Linked DNA regions of Mus musculus: region 1 is linked to region 2. Evidence: chromatin contacts called from public Hi-C data. All regions are on one chromosome and are shown on one strand. The core of a region is the stretch at or near the end of the contact, and the rest is flanking DNA. Distances in the headings are between cores, read along the strand shown. Region 1 holds the start of Pgam1 (phosphoglycerate mutase 1). Region 2 holds the start of Blnk (B cell linker).

The links. Hi-C and Micro-C count contacts between places; a contact is called where the count stands out from the background.
Region 1: a contact with region 2 is called in a Hi-C map of B cells, with 8 read pairs. The contact joins the promoter of Pgam1 here to the promoter of Blnk in region 2. A contact is called at or near these places in 1 of 39 promoter capture datasets (pre-B cells), 1 of 484 Hi-C or Micro-C datasets (B cells) and 1 of 115 datasets of contacts at active chromatin or transcription factors (embryonic stem cells).

The regions. Positions count from the first base shown.
Region 1 is chr19:41,910,529-41,915,287 of GRCm38.p6, reverse strand. It overlaps Pgam1 (phosphoglycerate mutase 1), which reads right to left and starts at 3,417. Exons shown (of 4, transcript NM_023418.2): 1 at 3,102-3,417. The coding sequence starts at 3,240.
Region 2 is chr19:40,991,379-40,996,141 of GRCm38.p6, reverse strand. Blnk (B cell linker) reads left to right here and starts at 1,921. Exons shown (of 17, transcript NM_008528.5): 1 at 1,921-2,130. The coding sequence starts at 2,084.

The DNA of each region.
Region 1 (4,759 bases), core at 2,168-4,667, 920 kb before region 2:
TTCCAATAATGCAGTGTTAACCAACTAACCTGAGGCTATACATCTTACTCTAACTCCTGAACACATTTTGATTGAAACCATGTTCAATCCCCAGAACCCACACAGTGGAAGGAGTGATGACCACAAGTTGTCCTTCCCCCATACATGCACCCCAAGGCATGCACATGTGTACAGACCTGTGCTTACTCAATAGAAAAATGGGTTTAATTTTGTTTTAGTGAAAAAGGATCATAAATAAAGGGCTGAAGGGGTGGCTCAGTGGTTAAGAGCACTGACTGCTCTTCCAAGAGTCCTGAGTTCAAATCCCAGCAACCACATGGTGGCTCACAACCATCTAGAATGAGATCTGACGCCCTCTTCTGGTGTGTCTAAAGAGAGTGACATTGTGCTCACATACATAAAATAAATCTTAAGCCTTCTACACCAGGAAGGAGCAAAAGGGGAAAAAAAAAAAGAAAAAGAAAAAGGATCATAAAATTATGAACTCTGGGGCTGGAGAGATGGCTTGGCAGTTAAGAGCACTGACTGCTCTGCCAGAGGTCCTGTGTTCAATTCCCAGCAACCACATGGTGGTTCAGAGTCATCTGTAATGGGATCTGATGCCCTCTTCTGGTATGTCTGAAGACAGCTACAGTGTACTCCTATACATAAATAAATCTTTAAAACATGTGAACTCTTTAAGTCATAGCTAACCTTTCTAAAGGGCTCATGCTCCCATACCACACTGTGATTTCGTCTTCACTAGAATCCTATGATGTTACTATCTTCTCAACCCATTTTTAGCAGACAAGCAAATAAAGACAAGCACTGGGCTCGGCAGCATGTTTTTAATCCCAGCTCAGTAGAGGGAGCCTGGGGGAATCTTGAGTTCAAGCCTAGCTAGTTGGACTTGTCTTTATATTTTTGAATTAAGGAGCTGTCCCTTTTCTTATCCCAGGACACACCCCTGTGTTCACCAGCACACAAGGCCCTCTTCAAGTTTAACCACAAACTTTTCTGGGCATTGCTTCATATTGAGACTAGCAACAGTTATTAAAAAAAAGAAGTAAAATTTCCTGCCAGTCAGTCAACTGACAATGAGGCCACTGAGACCAGCTAGTGGGGACAGGGAAGATTAATACCAGGAAAACCACTACCACCCACAAGGAAAGACAATCTCACCCCCGAGCCTCTGGACAAGCTGATGAGAACTGACAGCCATCATCACAGCCTTCACCATCTCCTTAACCAGGAGAGGAGGGATGTTCCCCAACAAAAGGCTGAGTCACCCACAGAACAAGCCTCAGCACCCGTGATGAGATGCTACAGGCTGCTGTCTCACTGCAATTATTTCCAAATAGTCCCCAAGGACAAAGTGGTACCCCCTGAGGACCCTGGCAAGAATGCCATAGCATCAGAAGCACAAAGACACACCCATTTAATCCAAAGTACAGCCAGGGGGACAATGGACTCTCATCCCCCCCTTCGCCCCCTCACCCCTGGCCTTCCTCCGCCTGAGGCTGCATGGAGGCCTCTCTAGTTTCCTTCTGAAATCTGCAGGAGGAACACTGGTGGAATGAATGGTATGCACCTTGGGTCTTTTCTGTTACTCAATTATCCACAGGAGCCCTCAGTCGGTTTTTGCTTTTAATCTTCCATCCTTTAATCATCTGTGATATCTCTGGGAGATGCTAAACTTACAGTAGCTTTATAAAGACAGTCCAGCTGTGTAGTCCAAGTTGGCCCATGCTCTATAGCCTCCCTTCTTAGCTGCCTGGGTGCTGAGAAAAATTACAGGCATGCAACACCATGTGCGCCTAACGTGTGAGGTTCTAAAACTTAGTGCTATAGTATTTAAGGTTGAAATGGATCTTGTTATTTTCCAGCTCAACGTATAATCATCTTATACCCAGAGAACAGAGGCAGTTAACTTTGTCCTGAGCTAGGCATAAGCAAACTACCACAGGTCTACACAGTGCTTCATGGCACAGAGCTCAAGAAAATGGCTTCCTTAACCAGTACTTTCCTTTTTTCTAGCCTCTCCTACATAGGCCATGCATCTCAAAAAGCAATGTTTCCTTGCCTCAGGAATTCGTATTCAAAATCTTCCCTCATCTGAAAAGGGTGTACAAGAAGCTAGGGAGGGCAACCAAGACACAAGATCACTTCAGGTAGGCATGAGCAACCCTTTTACACAGCTACTGCCGTGTCCAAGTTAGGATGTGCCCTAATCACCAAGAGAAGTGCCTCTTCACTACAGGGAGCGGGGAGGCCTTGCTTTCTTATTAGCATTCCAAAATCACAGAGAACTGTGGGTGGTGCGGGGCACCCAGCATGGATAGGCAAAGGCGAGCTTATCTCCTGGACGCTTTCACCCTTTGCTCTGCCTCTGTCCTTGGCCAAGGGCCCGCCAGTTCCTCACACTTACTTGTTACTCCACCCAGAAATGGGGCAAGGACACTGGATTAGAACTAAGTTTTGTATGACCTTGGACAAATCTTTCCAGTCACTTTTCTAAACTATAACAAGAGGACGGAGAGAGGTAAAAAGGAGGGAAATTAGATCTGCCTGCTTCATAGGGCTGGAGAGAGCATCAACTGAAATCACCCACTCACATTCCTGGATTCGGTTTTGTGGTTTGCTGCTGTGCTACAAAGCTCTCCGAAGCACGCGGTTTCCAGGTTGTCTCAAAGGCCATTAGACATCCCCACCTAACACCCCCCCACTACCCAGGGCGAGCCCGTGACCTGCCGCTTCGCCATGATGGGCAGGCGCCTCAAGTATACTCCGGTACAGCCACTGATGTCACGGGGAATCGTCCGCCAGGCGCCCTAGGCCCTCGTGGTACCCTAAAGGGTCCTGGGCGCCACAGGTGGGGCTGCTCGGACCGGAAGAACAGATTTTAGCCTAGCGGCGGCTGTGCCCTCTTTCTGGCACAGACTCTCAGACTTAACGGGGTGACCTTGACAAGCGGGTTCCCCACCCTGCGTTCACCTCCCCAGATGAAAATTCAACTGCAGAGGCCGACCGAAGTGCCCGCCTCTCGAGAGGGCCCGGGGGCTCAGGCGACCCCTAGGCCGGTGCTGGCCCAGTACGCCACACAGCGCTCGTCCCGCTCGTACCTCGCAACGCCTGCCCGCCGCGCTTCGCCTCCTCGTGGCCCGCCGGGCTCAGGTCGGCGTCGTACCAGCCGCTGAAGCGGTTCTCCAGGTTCCAGGCGCTCTCGCCATGCCGGATCAGCACCAGCTTGTAGGCAGCCATGGCGACGGGCAGAGGATGCAGCAGCAACTGAGGATCGCCGAGATTCTCTTCGCAGCCCGCCCCCCGCCCCGGTCGCGCCTGCGCACTTACAGTCTCCCGCCCCGCTTCCGCGCACTTTCTCCCCGAAATCTTTCCACTCGCTCGACAGACCGCCGCCCGCCCCGTGTGCGCATGCGCCTCAGGCAAGTTCTGCGGCCTGCTAAGGGGGGGGTGTAGTGCACCGCGGCGGCAGTGCGCATGCGTTGTACGTAGCGGTACCCGCGTGCTACCCGGCAGTCACGGAGCGCACGTAAGCAAGGAGCGCGGAGGGTGCTGGTTGCGAGCTTGAGCTCCAGGCGCCGACTGGACACGCCGCGCTTCCTCTTTAGGGATGATCAACTATCCTCTGACCAGTTCTTCAGCCCTGCCAGGCCACAGTCCCATCCCTGCGCAATTCCAATATACACCCTTTTCCTTTTAACTTGTACTTCGGACAAGTCATAAGACGTCTCAGCCTCACTTGTAAAATACTCTATAAACCTAAACGTGGGTTGTTGCTATTTCCCTTCAACAGAACATTGTTCTTTTGGGTTGTTTTGTTGTTTTTTGTTTCTAGTTTGTTGCTTTTTTTTTTTTTTTTTTTTTTTTTTTTTTTTTTTTTGAGACAGTCTCTCTGCGTAACCCTGACTGTCCTGGAACAAGTTCTGTAGACCAGGCCTAGAACTCAGAGATTTCCTGTCTCTGCCACCGAAGTGCTAGATTAAAGGCGTGGTTCATCACGCCAGTTAGAGCACAGCTTTTTTTTTTTTTTTTTTTTTTTAAGATTTATTATTTATTTTTATGTAGCTGTACAAATGGTTGTGAGCTTTCCTGTGGTTGTTGGGAATTGAATTTTTTAGGACCTCTGTTCGTCCTGGTAGGCCCAGCTCGCTCCAGTCGGCCCTGCTTGCTCTGGCCCATAAATTTATTATTTATTATTATAAAAATAATAGTACAATAATAAATATATACATATGCATTTATAACTACATATTATATAATAATAAATAATAAATATGTATTTATACATAAGGCCACTGTAGATGTCTTCAGACATGCCAGAGGAGGGCATCAGATCTCATTATGGGTGGTTGAGAGCCACCATGTGATTCTGGGATTTGAACTCAGGACCTTCAGAAGAGCAGTTAGTTACCTGCTGAGCCATCTCATGTCGCCAGCCCCAAGAGAACAGCTCTATATCCCTTTTCTTCTACTAAATGTTGATTCTGTAGCTGAGAGTGTGTGGAAGCTCCTGTGTAGGTGTACAGGCTCATGTCCTTCTGAGAAGCAAACGTTAGGCCCTTACAACATTACAAAAAGGAATGTCTGTCTCTCCTTACCCCAATTTTAGTATCCACTTGTTAGGACCAATTTCTCCTGCCCAGGCTGTGGACTCTTAGTTTATTTCCATTAAACTTCTTCATGAGCATTAAACATTAGCCAGACAGTGGCCTATTACTAAGATACTAAGATAGTGTCATGAATTCCTGTCCTTTTAGTG
Region 2 (4,763 bases), core at 672-3,171:
TTTGGTGATTCAGTCATCTGTGTACCTGCTGTTGTAGACTGGGCCTGGCTGCTCTTCAAGGCATAAGCTGTGGAGTCACACTGTGTGGTCTCACTTCATTAACAAGTCAGCAGCTGAGATTTGGTAACCGGTTCCCAGTCGTGATCAACCCTTCTTGGCAAGCCGTGGCAGCAGGAAAGCCACTGGGTCAGGCTTGGATCATTGAACTGACCCACTCCACACACTCCACACCACACGGGGCAGAACTGCAACACACCGGCCTGGAAAAGCAGTTTCTCGTTTTCATCGTGTCGGACTTGAATACAGTAAAAAGAAGAAAGACAAGCGGCTGTAAAAAGAAAAAGCAGAAGTGGAACCCTCGACCCTCTCTCTTTCTCTGGGGAAATAAGAAGTTGCCAGACCAGGTGCTCGACAGAGTTGGTGGAGAGGAAAGTCCGCAGGTCAATTGGAAGCATTTTACAACCATCCAGAAGGAACAAAAGGCTATTATCACCCCCCTGGCCAGACTCTCCTGACCCTTGATGACATCATATATGGTTTTTATGTTCCTTTCTGCTAAGAGCTGTGGGAAGGGCGGGGCAGGGAACTAGATCTCCTTCAGGATACATTGCAAGAAAACCGTGCAGGCAGATTAGAGAAAGGCAACAGTTACGGGAAGCAAGTGTCTGCATTTCTCTCCTGATGCCCTACTCTTCTGCAAAGGGACCTCACCCTTCAACCACTCTGAGGCATCAGCTCTCGGACATCCTGAAGAATGGCAAATTCAGATATAGTGCATGAACGTGAACAGTCAAGGAACCAGGAGGACCGAAGAGCTCCTCTTTGAACAAAGAACCTGGGGGTGGGGGTGGGCAGGGGCGGGAAGAAATCCGGGTTTGCTCTCTGTCTCTTCTCCTCCCTTCTCTGGCCTGGTCCTCCTTCCCACTCTCTCCTCAGCCAGGCCCTTGAAGCTATAACAGGAGAGATAACTGAAATCCCTCCACTCTGTCTCCCTCCAACCCCCCGTGCATTCTTTAGACCCAGGTCGATGGTCCTTTGATAATGTTCAGAACGTAATCTCCTTTCACAAAGGTGACTAGGATGTGCCAGGTGAGTGGGGGTGGGGGTGTTCAGGTCCAAGGGGAAGAAAGAACACGCCCTCTCATTTTTTTGTTTTTTGTGTTTTGTTGTCTCGAGGAGTATAGCAGAACTGTCTAGATGGGGTCAGAGGCAGGTGTGGGATTTCACTGTGCTTGGGATACCCCTACACCTGACATGTCGCACTGGGTGTGATGAGAGGGGAAGACATGGAGGGGAGTTAGGAGGCATCCGCCTGATGTCATGTGTTGGGAAATCACTAGGCTTGTCCTCAGCTGACTTTTGAGTGTATCCTGTCTTTATTTGAAAATGGCAAGCTTTCAGCAAGGCAACTCCTGACTCCACACAGCATACGATAGGGTCGCCTTTCCCCACCCCTAAGTGACCTTGACCTTGCACAAAGAATTACCTATCACATTTTAAATGACCACTGCTGTGACCTCGGTGACAAGAACTGTCCATTTCATGTCTTAGTTCTTAAGAAGAAGAGGCTAACCCATGGCTTAATGCAAATGAGCAGAAAGCCCCCAAAGAGCCATCCAGATATAATTGATTATTCAGCTTTTCCTTGTACCTAAGAAGTGGCAGGGTGACTCTGGCCATCTGCTAAAAACAGGGACTACCTAAGGTTTGGGACAAACAGGAAGTAGTGCTCAGTCAGAAACTTATCCAACCTGGCAACACACCTGATCATAAAAGAGCTACTGGAAGGGATTTGCATGCCCAATAAGGTTTCACTACCGAAGTTTACACAACGCACAGTAATCAGCCAGGCTGGCTGACTCCCTGGATCACATGACCTCGTAGAAACATGAAACTTGGCGATGCGCTCCAGCGAGTTTTACTTCCCCTGTGCAGGGGTGTTTGCCAGCAGCCTGTGGGTTGCTCGCAGAAGTCAGTTCCAGTGGCTTGAGTTCTTGAGGCCAGAGCCTTACCATGCTGCTCCCCAGGAAGTCCAGGAGCTGCTGACACCCCCCTGGACAGCGACACATCCTCTCTCAAGAAAATGGACAAGCTGAATAAGATAACTGTCCCTGCCAGCCAGAAGCTGAGGTAAGAGATTCCCTTCGGAGCCTTATTCCTCTTCTTTGCCCTCTAGGGCTCCTCCAGCGCTCAGAGGCACCAAAACCTTGGGATACTTGACCAGTGCCAATCGGTTAGCAATGGCTATAGGGAAGTAGATCAGCTTTTTAAAGAAACGTGTAGGAGGAGTGAAGGAACCTGCTTTGGCTGGTTTTTGCCAGGGATGGGACAAAGAGTGAAGCTCTGGGAAGGCAAGAAGATAGAAAATTTGATGGCCCACATGCTAGCAACAGCCAGCTTTCTGAGTCTGAGGAGGGGCTCATCCATGGTGTGAAGAGCGTTTGTAGTCACTGTCGCTTACTGACTCTTGTTTGTTTTGTGGGTGTTCACCCTAAGTTTATTGGGGGAACTACGCGTCTCTCCAGTACCCTCATGACTATCTATTTTAGAATGTCAGATGGCTCACTGGATAAAGTGCTGAATGTGCAGGTCTGATGATCTAAGTTCCATGCCCACAACCCAGATAAAAAACGGAAAGAGAAGCAACTCCACAAAGCTGTCCTTGGACTCCACAGTCACTGCCAGCCTGGCACATGCATGCCCTGACACATCATGCCCACACACATTTCACACACACATACACACACACATACTGATAATAACAATAACCATTTTAAAAAACAGCTTTGGCAATTTAAAGAAATATATACTAAGAAAGAATAAGCCAGCAGTGGCCTAAGGCATACATACGTCAAGAGACCATGCAAAGATGACTTCCCAGTTTTTGAGTTTGAAGAGCATTGTCTTCTGAAGTGGGGCTGATGACTCTCAGAGGCTGGAACTTTCAAACGTTTAAGGGTGTGTTATATTCCATGTGCAGGCTAGAACTTTGGACTTTCATGAGGTCATACTTAAGGGATGGAGCACTGGAGAGTCTGAGACAAATGACAAGAAAAGACATGGAGTTGATAGAAGGACAGTCTTTCACGGTGGCACATGGGTCTTCTCACTCTGAGGGGTTTGGTAAGAGGCAGACTGAGAGGTACTAAGGGGTCCAGACCAGCGGGCAGCATCAGCTGGTCAGCCATTTTATAGAGGATACCCAGGAGAGCCACAGAGCCTTTAACATGGAAGTTAGAAGGTCCCACAGGCACCCTCCATCTTCTGCTGTGCATCTCACGGAAGGGAAGGGTAGAGCAGACATCGTAGAAATAATAAGGGGGCCACGAAGTGGAGAAGAGGATTGGAGTAGCAGAGACATCTTCATGAAGATGATGCTTCAAGAATTAAGCCTCTGAGAGGCAGCTGAGAAAACAGATGGAGAGCTGAGGGAAACAGGTTACATGCTGAGGGGGCTGTAACCTCACACGTACAGGCTGATGCGAGTGCAGTCTCAAATGTGGGCTGGTGAGAAAAGTCCTGCCTAGCAGAGGCCACAGAGTGGAACGTATGGGGTGAGAGGGCCCTGGGAAATTGGTCCTGTCTAATGGGGCCAGCTGGAAAAGAGCCACTTGGGGGCGGGGGGGGGGGGTCTAACCATACAGAGTTGGGCAGCGGCTGTGCTGTTAGGGAGTGATCAGGACGGATTGCATAGGGGAAGCTGAAGGTACAGATCCTGGGGGTGCTGGGGATATAACTATCCCCAGCATCTAGAGTTAAAGGCACAGCACTGAGAAGGGACAAGCAGGGAGAAGTCAGAGGACCTGGCAGAGAACTGACAGGGTCTCCTGTCGAGGCTGCTCTGAGCAGAGGTCCCAACGGTCCCTAACCTAAAGCCGCTCAAATGCTCAGAATGCGCTCCAGAGAACCTAGATGAGGATCGAAATAAAGAGAGCAATAGAATTTTAATCACTTTACGATCCCTCCCGGTGAGACAAAATTCCGTCTAACCATGGAGTGGGTGGTGGGCATTATGTAATTATATTATAGGCGAGAAGGCCACAATTATATTGCAGTTAATCACATGCTACGTCTATCCGCTGAGAGCAAAGCATCATTTCCCCACCACCCCCACCCCTCCACACCCCCCCCCCCCCCCGCACTTGGTTACTAAGTTGTCTGCACAGACTTGGCCCGGTTTTTTTAATGAAATGTGCAGTCAGCGTGGACCTTTGCAAAGAAATGCAACTGTAAACAAAACAACTCAAAAAACCACCTCAAATATTTTCTGTAAATACTGGACACGGTGAGAAGTCAGCAGGGGAGAGTTGGGCAGTAGCTGTGCTGTTAGAAAGTGAACAGGACCGATTGCATAGGGGAAGCTGAAGGCACCGATTCTGGGGGTGCCGGGAATTTCAGGATCCTGAGCATCCAGAGTTACAGGCACTGAAGTGAAAAGGGAGACTGTGTGCCCTCTCCTGACTGGCCAATAGCAGTTTAGAAGGTTGCTCAGAGTTACTTGGCTCCAGATTGCAACGTCAATGCAGAGGGATATTTGGATTCTTTCAAATTCATCAAGGCTTATAGAGGAATGTGATCAGAGCAAAGCCAAGCAAACAGCAAATGATACAACAAAGCCGTGTAGTGAGTATTCTATTCACGAAAGGGGTTCAGTGGGATGACCGGGATCCAGAGGCTGCATATCCAGGTCTGGAGAAAGACTGGGAGCAGAAGGGATGAAGAGGAAGAGAAGCAGAGTGAACCAAGGAAACAAAGGCAGGCAG